Linked DNA regions of Danio rerio: region 1 is linked to region 2. A link is a contact called in public Hi-C data. All regions are on one chromosome and are shown on one strand. Each heading gives the region's core, a stretch centred on a gene start, on an enhancer-like site or on the middle of the called end of the contact. The rest is flanking DNA. Distances are from core to core; before and after follow the strand shown. Region 1 holds the start of serpinh2 (serine (or cysteine) peptidase inhibitor, clade H, member 2). Region 2 has its middle 110 kb from the start of serpinh2.

Region 1 (4,537 bases), core at 432-2,931, 110 kb before region 2:
GCACTTTGACGTCATCTCTGCAGCCCTATTTACTTTATATTGACTACTTAATTGGTGCACCGAATTTAAAATAGAAAAATGTTTGTCTTCTCACTACATCTCGGAAGTTCCTTTCTTTTTAAAGTGTCAAACACTTAAAAACACTTTTTCTCACAGATTAAATCAAGTTTGATTCATAAAATCAAGTTTCAGCCAAGTCTCTCTTACTCTCTCTCATTTCTCAAATGTTAATTAGTCTAAACCCTAAGGACGATTTGTGGTCCTGCGAGGCCTCGGGACACCAGCCTCTTGAAGACTTGCCAAAAAACTTTTATTTAAATGTATTGCATTTAATTATACTGTTGGAAAACTTTCAAGTACTGTTTCCTCATCTATATGAATTTTACATTTACAGTGTCCTGCCTTCAGATGCTTCAGCTAAAGGCCCTGCAGGGACCCAGCCCAGAGTTCATCCATTGAGCAAAGTTTCGAAATGATTATAATAATTTGTTGCAATTTTATATACTTTAGTTACTAGTGTTTACCATATATACTATAACAACAATGAAAAACTAGATTAAAAGAAATGTAACAATATGATTTAAAATCTTTTTACGAAACTTTCACTTATAAATCTATATTGAGGTAAAGTTGGTTTTATATTCACATATTCACACATTTTAACAGTCTCTTCATTGTTTATCACACTATCCTTTGATTATTAGGTCTGAAAACACATGTAAATATGACTTTAAAACAACATTAGCACTATTTAATTGACTGTCAACAATATGATAGTCATTGGCTGCTAATATGATTTCCTTATTCAGAATTTACATATGATAGGCTATTTTTCTGAAATCATATTATTAAGGAGAAAGGTTAAATGTACGAAAATAAAACCAGCTTTACCCCAATAACATCAATGATATATGTGGTATTTTATTGAGGTAAAGTTGCTTTTATATTCACACATTCGTTGTGACAACTTGTGACATTCTTTCGATGTTGTTTACCATGATACTTTAAATATTTGGTCTGAAATCACATGTAAATGACTGCAAAACAACATACTTTATATTTGATATATGATTTCACCATTTATAATTCGCAAAGAATACTTCTGAGATTATATGATTAAGGAGAACGTCCGAGCGTGTGAATACAAAACTAACTTCAATTGGTATTTTGGCGTAAAATGGTTATACTATGATGTTTTTCCATAATAAATCCTCTTTTGGCAATAACCTCGACGTCAAATTCATTCCCCAGACTGTTGCGCCGCTGACAGGGCATTAAATAACGACCAAACGTCCTCACGGCCTGTATACAGTACATCATTAAAATCCTCTCGAACCTAAACCATAACCGAACAGCGTCCTCCGGAAATTTCACTTTATATCCAAGAGATCACAGAAAAGACCGAATAAACAAGCCCCTTAAATAACAGCAGACGTCGGAGAATATTACACAGGCGGAACAGTAGATGTTGATTTTTGCTCTTGCTGAGCGAGCGCAGCTGTTCCGTCTGCTCGGAGAACTGAGGGGCAAAAAACAAAGTGGAAGAAGTTCCTTGTTTGCGTGTACCGTTAATTAATTAAAGCTTCCTTCTTTCTTTCGGCTTCTTCTGCAGGTTTGAGCTGAAAGGAACTGACAGGGCAGGTTCAGACGTGGCAGAGGAGGGTCTTTTCACAGTTTGCTCACTTTTCCTCCAGCATAATTCGCTCTTTGTGATCTCAATCCGGGTATTTTTTCCTCTTTCCAGATATCTCGCACTTTCCACTAACCTCCATGTAGCAAATAACAACGCTTACTTGGTTGCTGAGTCGTTTTTTCTATTACTCTCTATTAGCGTTAGATAGCATAAAAAGCGTCAGTGTGCATTGTGATTTATTTTTTGATTTCCAAAATCGATATTTAAGCTGTTTTTTAGGTTTTTTGTAAGCAACCGGTTGATTCCCCTCAGCTGTAACTCGAGGAAACACGCAGTTGCTATAATAACCGAAAGGGGGCGCGCGCGGTCTACACCGCCACGGCCCTAACATAAGGTCGACTTGTCCCTTAATAGCATGTCATGTATCCGCATGTAAAAGCATTAAACACACTCCTCTTCGTCCTGGTTTACATTTGAGTATCCAGAATTATTACAAAACTACTGCTTTGTCATAATTCTCCAACATCCTCAGAGAAAACTTCGCAAAAAAATCAGCTAGGTAAAGTTCAAGATTAGTCAATAAGCAGATAGCACAAGCAGACAGAATCAATTGATGTTCAGATAGTCAAAGATGGAGGAAAAGGAGGATCAGACCTGGAGACAGACTCTCAGATCACGGCAAACACGCTGCAATACTAAACAGCCTGCTGGGACATGACAGTACATAGACTCTGCCAATTACTTCTCTAATCCACATCACACTCTCAGATAGTCGTCTACAAAGCACACTTCGGCGAATGCACAAGTGCCAGTCCCTCTAGGACTCTTTTTCTGATTTTTGCAGCCTCAAAATTACCTTCTCAAAATTTGCAGCACTATTTTCGGCACAGGGCTATATGAATAATAGATACAAATGATAGAAATATTGTGAATGTTGATATATCTAATATCTACATATCGCAGTGGTTTGTAATAAATGAGCAATTTAATCAGAGATTATGCTTGTGTGCCTGTCATTATCTGCAATTAGACGTAAAGAGGCATCTCTGAAACAAAGCAGAGAGGACATGCTGTTTTATTATTACTTTATTTATTTTATATAAATAAGACAGCAATGATGTAACACTCTGTTTCAAACGCGTTTGTTTATCTGAGTGTTCTTGATGTTTTCAGGCTGATTAAACTATACAGTGGAGGAAAGTGGTGGGGATATTTTATTTATTGCTGTTTGCATTGTTAAACTTTATGATTTGTTCTGTGTAACATTAAAAAGTTTTCTTCTGCTTTCTGAACTTGGGTCAAACTTTATTTTGATGGTCCATTTGTTGAATTTAGTTACATTGCATCTAATAGGCTGTTAGATTAAGGTTAGGGTTAGCGTTAGTTGACATGTACTTGCAAAGTTTCTTATAGTCAGTTAAATGTCTGTTGCAGGAGCGGTCTCAGCAGATATTCAGCAGACAGTTTACTAATACTCAAATGGACCATCAAAATAAAGTTTTACCTGAACTTGTAATTAGGCTGTTCATTTTTTTTTTTTTTGCCCAAAAAGAAAATATAATGTTGGTTAAAATATATTATATCTCTTAGGATAATGCATTATTTAGCAAGCATTATCACATTCAATCTTGTCTTTTTTTCCTTAATTTTTAAAATGTTTTATTTATACATTGTAAAACACATTACAAAAACAATATGCAAATACACTAAAGAGTATTTTGAGCAAAAGAAAATTATTACATAAAAAAAACTAGTGCAATATTACATACAGAACATACTGTACAGGTCTAGGAGTAGGAGTTGTGGACTCAATCAGAAGGAGCAGGATCAGGCTGAAGAGTTTGGACATGTTTGTGAAGAGGTTTCCACAGTTTAATGAAAATCGTGCTAGGTCGGTGAAGAGAGTACCTAATTTTCTCTAATTTCATAAAATAAAGAACCTTTCTCATCCAACAAGTGTAAGAAAAAGAGTAAGGGCTCTTCCAGTTCAGAATAATTAACCGCCTAGCCAGAAGGATTAAAAAGGCTACACAGTCTACAAAATGAGAGGGTAAAATGTGGCCGGGTGGAAGAACCCCAAATAAACCAATAATTGGACAAGAATATCAACATTGGTAATTGCAGACAACGAGAGGAACATTTGCCTCCAAAAAGAAAGCAGGAAAGGACAGGACAAAAATATATGCATTAAAGTAGCTAAACCAGAATGACACCTGTCTTTACTTCATTTTTTGGCCTCAAGAATTATTGAGCTCAGTAATTTACAGTGTATACAAATGTAAACACTGAATACAAAGAGAGAAACTTAAGCTTTACCTTTTTACGATGTATCATTTTGATAAACAAAGATTTATTTTGATTATTTTGTGTCCTTTATTGAAAAACTAATCCTCTACATTAGCAAAATGATTAGTTTTAGTAAAACACATGCTAATATAAATGTATATAATATCATGTATTTGTTCGATTAATCAGCATTGTAGGCCTTTTGCATTGCATTATGTTTTTCCCACTACAATTAAAATGTTAAAGCTTTTTTAGGAGATTTAGATAAATAAATTAGATTTATAAGTATTTTATGCAAGTAGTCTGCTGTATTGTGAAAATATATAAAATTTTCATGATGGTCAATGTGCACTTACAGTTGGAGTGGTAATGCGGTCATTCACAAACTGAGAGCAAAAGGTTTAGCAATCAATTTAATGCACTTGAAGTGGGCTTTGGCTGAATGCCATTGTAATATTGTCACATGACACAACTAATAAGGATGTTAAAAAATTTCGGCAATTAAAAAAAAAAATTCTCTAACTTTTGCATTTGCTTAATTTTGCATTAAATTCTGCAATCACAGGATCCTAAAGGGACTGAAGTGCATGCTAGGCATGGGCTGGTATGTTCTGACGG
Region 2 (4,499 bases), core at 1,476-3,975:
ATTACGTTAGATGGCCTCATAAAAATGGAGCGCTTGTAAAAGTCAGCCATGCGCGCTGCAGGTTATCTGTCACAAACACACAAAGACTTTCTTCTTTCATTCGCCATAATCACCCACTACGCTTCCATATTTCCTGTTTTTCTTCTCTTTCCCCTCCTCATCTCCATCTGCAGTGACCCTGTTTCCCTCGCTCTCCAACAGAAGGTGGTTGTGAATCTCCGGAGACGCACCCAGAAACAATGAATGGAAATGGGACAGTGGCTGAATACATTTGCCACCACTGAAAGAGAGAGAATGAGATGAAAAGATACATGGATGGATGGCGCTCAACTATTTAATTATGAGAGTAACTTCCGTTAAACTGTACACAGTCAGTGGAGTGTTTTAAAAAAGGGGGTGAGTTTTCATTATTCTCCTCACAGCTCACTCATCTAATATTAAAAGGCAACATATTCGAATTAACAAATTACTTTCAGGAGACCATGAATAACTTCAAAAACTCCAGAAGAGTCTTTCCACAGCGATAGTATTAAATGAAGTATATGTACTATAAGAGAAAATTAAAAGAGAAAAGGAAAGAAAAGTCTTAACGTCTGGCCAGGTATGGTGTGCCATACTAAGAATTTGTGCTCTGCATTTTGCAGCCATTTTCTGTGGCCTGATCTCACGAAGAAATGCAACAATTTAATATTTTATGAGTTTAATGGCTTGTATGAATTCATAGAAGTTCAGCGATACAAAAATGTGTGTTTTTTAAGGAAAACATGACACCAAACAACCAAACTAAACCCAACCATCATTGGGCATGAGCAAACAACAAATATATATGATTTAGCCACTAAATCAAAGAGTTACGAATTGCTGTGATATACAGTAGCATTGGCCACTCAGGGAACAACTGGGGGTTTGATGCCTTGCTGAAGGGCGGACAGAAGGGCTGGCAGTGGACCCTTTTCACAAAACAGACACATTAACAGGACACATTTACATTGATGTATGTGAATTTATAAAGCTATGCTTAGTATTATATCATGTTTGCACCAAATTACAAAAAAACTAATTACAGCTTATGCAGGGTGTTTCTAATACAGCGTCTACAGGGGAAGACTATACATTTCTGGCCGCCGTTTTCAGTCTTGCATGCCCCCCCCCCCTTTTTTTTTTTTAACTCAGGAAAACATAATGATGGAGTTTTTCTTTAACTATTTGAGAAATTAGGAAAACCAAAATTATTTGTAGCACTCTCCCATTCACTGCACTCTAACTTTACCCAATTATGATGACTTCCACTTCTGAGAACACCAGAAATGTGAAAAGAGTCTATTCACTCCCACACCACCTACAATCCCAACCAGTACCAGGAATTTAACCAGCAAACTCTGGATCACAAGTCCAACTCTAACCAGCAGATCAAAAGATAAAAAAGAAAAAATTATTGAACACATAAAGAAAGGGAGGTGTGAAAAGTCATGGAAAACCCAGACAGCAGCTGAAATCTCTCAGTAGTAAGAAAGCAATCCTCTCCTCAGTGTAAATAAATATTATTGTAGCTGATTCAATTCAATACCTACAATACCAAATGAAGAAGATGAAACCAAGGCGACCATTTCAGCAATAAAATAAACTCAAATACAGCAAAAGAAACTGTCAACGGCATTAAGAAAATAAAGCTGCTAGAATGGCCATTAGAATGGACGATCACCTAATCAGAGTCCAATAGAAAATAAAAAGCAAAAATCTGAGTTAACAGACAAGACCCATAGAACATTCGAGATTTTTAGACTTGGATGAAGTACAGGGACATGAAAAAATAAAAATAAAAAACATCTGAGCAATACATGCGACTCCTTTTTCCATACAAGAGGCGACTTGAAGCTGTCGTTACAAAAAAAAATCTTTTTATACAAGGTATAGGTTGTTTTCAATCACATGGTTCTGGTGACGTGCGAAATTCAGATGGAGGGCAGAAAGTAAAAAAACTTAATGGGAGACAGAGGAAAGTCCATATTTTTGCAATTAATATCATATGTCAAGGAAGATATGGACAGAAAATATCCACATATTTTGGGCATGATCCTTATATCATGAAGAGGGCCGAGTTTTCTACAGAACTGAAATATATTATTTGCCAGTCATTGAGGCTGTACAGTATAACCTATTACGTTACATGATAAAATACTATAGAAAATAAGTGTTTGGAAGCATACTGTAGATAATTACTTGAAATAAACTCTCGTAGTAATTATATTGTTGCTTTGGTACAACACAACTAATCTACAAATTTTCAATAGGCTTCAGTTTTCTACGCTATACACAATCACGATGCACCACAGTTTACACGTTATTTATTACAACAAACATTAACAAAGAGTTGTACACATTTTACACTTTCCTAAGTGGTTCAAAACCATGTTTATTACAAATTACTACAGTATTTCCCCATGAAATAAATTAGAAAAAATGGTTTCATTATGTAATTACAATGGAATGACACACATACTGAACATACAATATACTCAACTACTGAAATGTATTTAATAGGTTGTTTTCACATGACAAAGGGCAGGAAGTGATTCTTCTACATAGGAAACGCTATCAGAACATCAAACTATTTCTGTTTTATGTTGTTTATAATTGTTTACATTGGCCAAAATAAGAAATGAAATCTCCATCTTGTTTTGCAATAATCCAAGTCTTTACTGGTGTTCTGGTGGAATAAACAACCATAACGTGAACATTGAAATGCACCTCAAAGGAAAATGTTTGTTGATGTAAGTGTGAAAAGAGTGCATCTCTTGGCTTGCTTGACGTGTGTGTGTGTGTGTGTGTGTGTGTGTGTGTGTGTGTGTGTGTGTGTGTGTGTGTGTGTCTGTAGCAACAGATTCAGCCAACAGGCTTTGTCATTGACGCAACATAATTATGACAAGCTCTCTGCTGTACATCAGTGTGTGTTTGGTACTGTACGTGCTTCGCCACACACTCTGATTTATCTGGTGTCCCCCAGCAGGCATCACCACATTCATCAGTGCTGGATTAGAGAGGCATCAGGCTGAGAGACGGATCAATACTGAAATATATAAATAATCACTAACAACTGACCTGGGATCAGCTGCAGAGGCAACAAGTGTTGTTGCAGCGCTGCTCTCTGACAGCAGAGGGAGAACAAGAACTGCCCACTGCAAAAACACCCCCAAAACACATCAAAAACAAAAGCAAACGTTCACACTGTTGCTGCCGCACTTAAACGGATTCTTTCATGAGTGGAGAACACAGCATCTGGCAGAGGCACAGCTGCGTGTGGAAGAAAGACAGATGAAATGGATGTGTGCACCGTTTAAAATTAACATTCTGCCACCACTGCCAATGCCAGAACTTACTTGAGAAAATGTGCAGGTCATTGCGTGATATTAAAAACAGGCTGATTTGCAATTATACTAAATATTATTATAATTATTACTATTAGTATTATTATTATCATTATTATTTGATCATATTAGGAAATAGCAATAAAGAAACCTTTCACTCAAAAAAACTTTCACTTTACAAATGTATTTCAAAATAACAATAACAAAACCAAAATTAATTATCACTATTTTTACCAGCAATCATCTCATTATAAAATTAAACAAAAACAATAAATACACAAAAAAAAAAAAACTTACATTCATACATTCAAATTTAGAATAATATTACTTTTAATTTGTTGTTTAATTTATTATTATTATCATTATCATTATTATTTTTCCAACAAGAAAATGAATGAAATGAATTATTATTATTATTATTATTATTATTATTATTATTATTATTATATTAATATTATTATTAAACTAAATTGGGGGGGGGGGATCAATGAAACAGTACCATTTTTCTTCACTAAAGTATTTCATAATAACAATAATAATAATTATTAGTTGAATTAGTTGAAAATGAAGATGCCATAAGAAATTATTTTACCAAACATAAAACACATTACACAAACCACCTGAAATTAAAAATATATAAATCTGTCAAGTAAGTGGCGGTTCATTCCACTGTGATAAACCAGGGAAAAAGCAGAAGAAAAATGAATGAATGAAATCTGTAAAGTAAGTGCTTTATTCAATAACATTAAAACTAATTAAATTAGTTTAACTAATTAAAATAATTAATAAATTAAATGCTAATCTGTTGTCATGTCTGATATTTGGGATTTAAATGTAATGCAAGTAGAGCAATGTAAACAATGCAAACATTTTACGCTAAACTTGGTAGATAAAAAAAATGTAGTGCAAAAACATTAAGAAACATCAATACCTGTGCATTGTCCATTAATATAAAAAGCTTATGAGATCTATAGGTATTATGAAATAATACAAATAATGTATAGTTTTATACATTATATTTACCTTTTTAAAAATAGCTAAAATTAGCAAATAAAACACAAGGTAGGCTACTGGGCAAAAAGGCAATGCCTCTTAGACACTTTTAGAAGCTGTCATTCATTCATTCACAAAACA

What was found. A called contact is a pair of places that touch in the nucleus more often than the background predicts.
Region 1: a Hi-C map of an unstated tissue shows a contact between it and region 2, with 2.1 times the contacts expected there. The contact joins the promoter of serpinh2 here to the enhancer-like site in region 2. A contact is called at or near these places in 2 of 18 Hi-C or Micro-C datasets (embryo and an unstated tissue).

What each region holds. Positions count from the first base shown.
Region 1 is chr7:21,250,060-21,254,596 of GRCz12tu, reverse strand. serpinh2 (serine (or cysteine) peptidase inhibitor, clade H, member 2) reads right to left here and starts at 1,681. Exons shown (of 5, transcript NM_001017564.1): 1 at 1,567-1,681. It also overlaps a transcript of efnb3b not described here.
Region 2 is chr7:21,136,732-21,141,230 of GRCz12tu, reverse strand. It overlaps a transcript of efnb3b not described here. Among named protein-coding and RNA genes, the nearest start is that of serpinh2, 110 kb to the left of the region's middle. Within about 2 kb of position 2,725, at least 9 of the 62 cell types and tissues checked have an H3K27ac peak or open chromatin away from gene starts, as enhancers often do.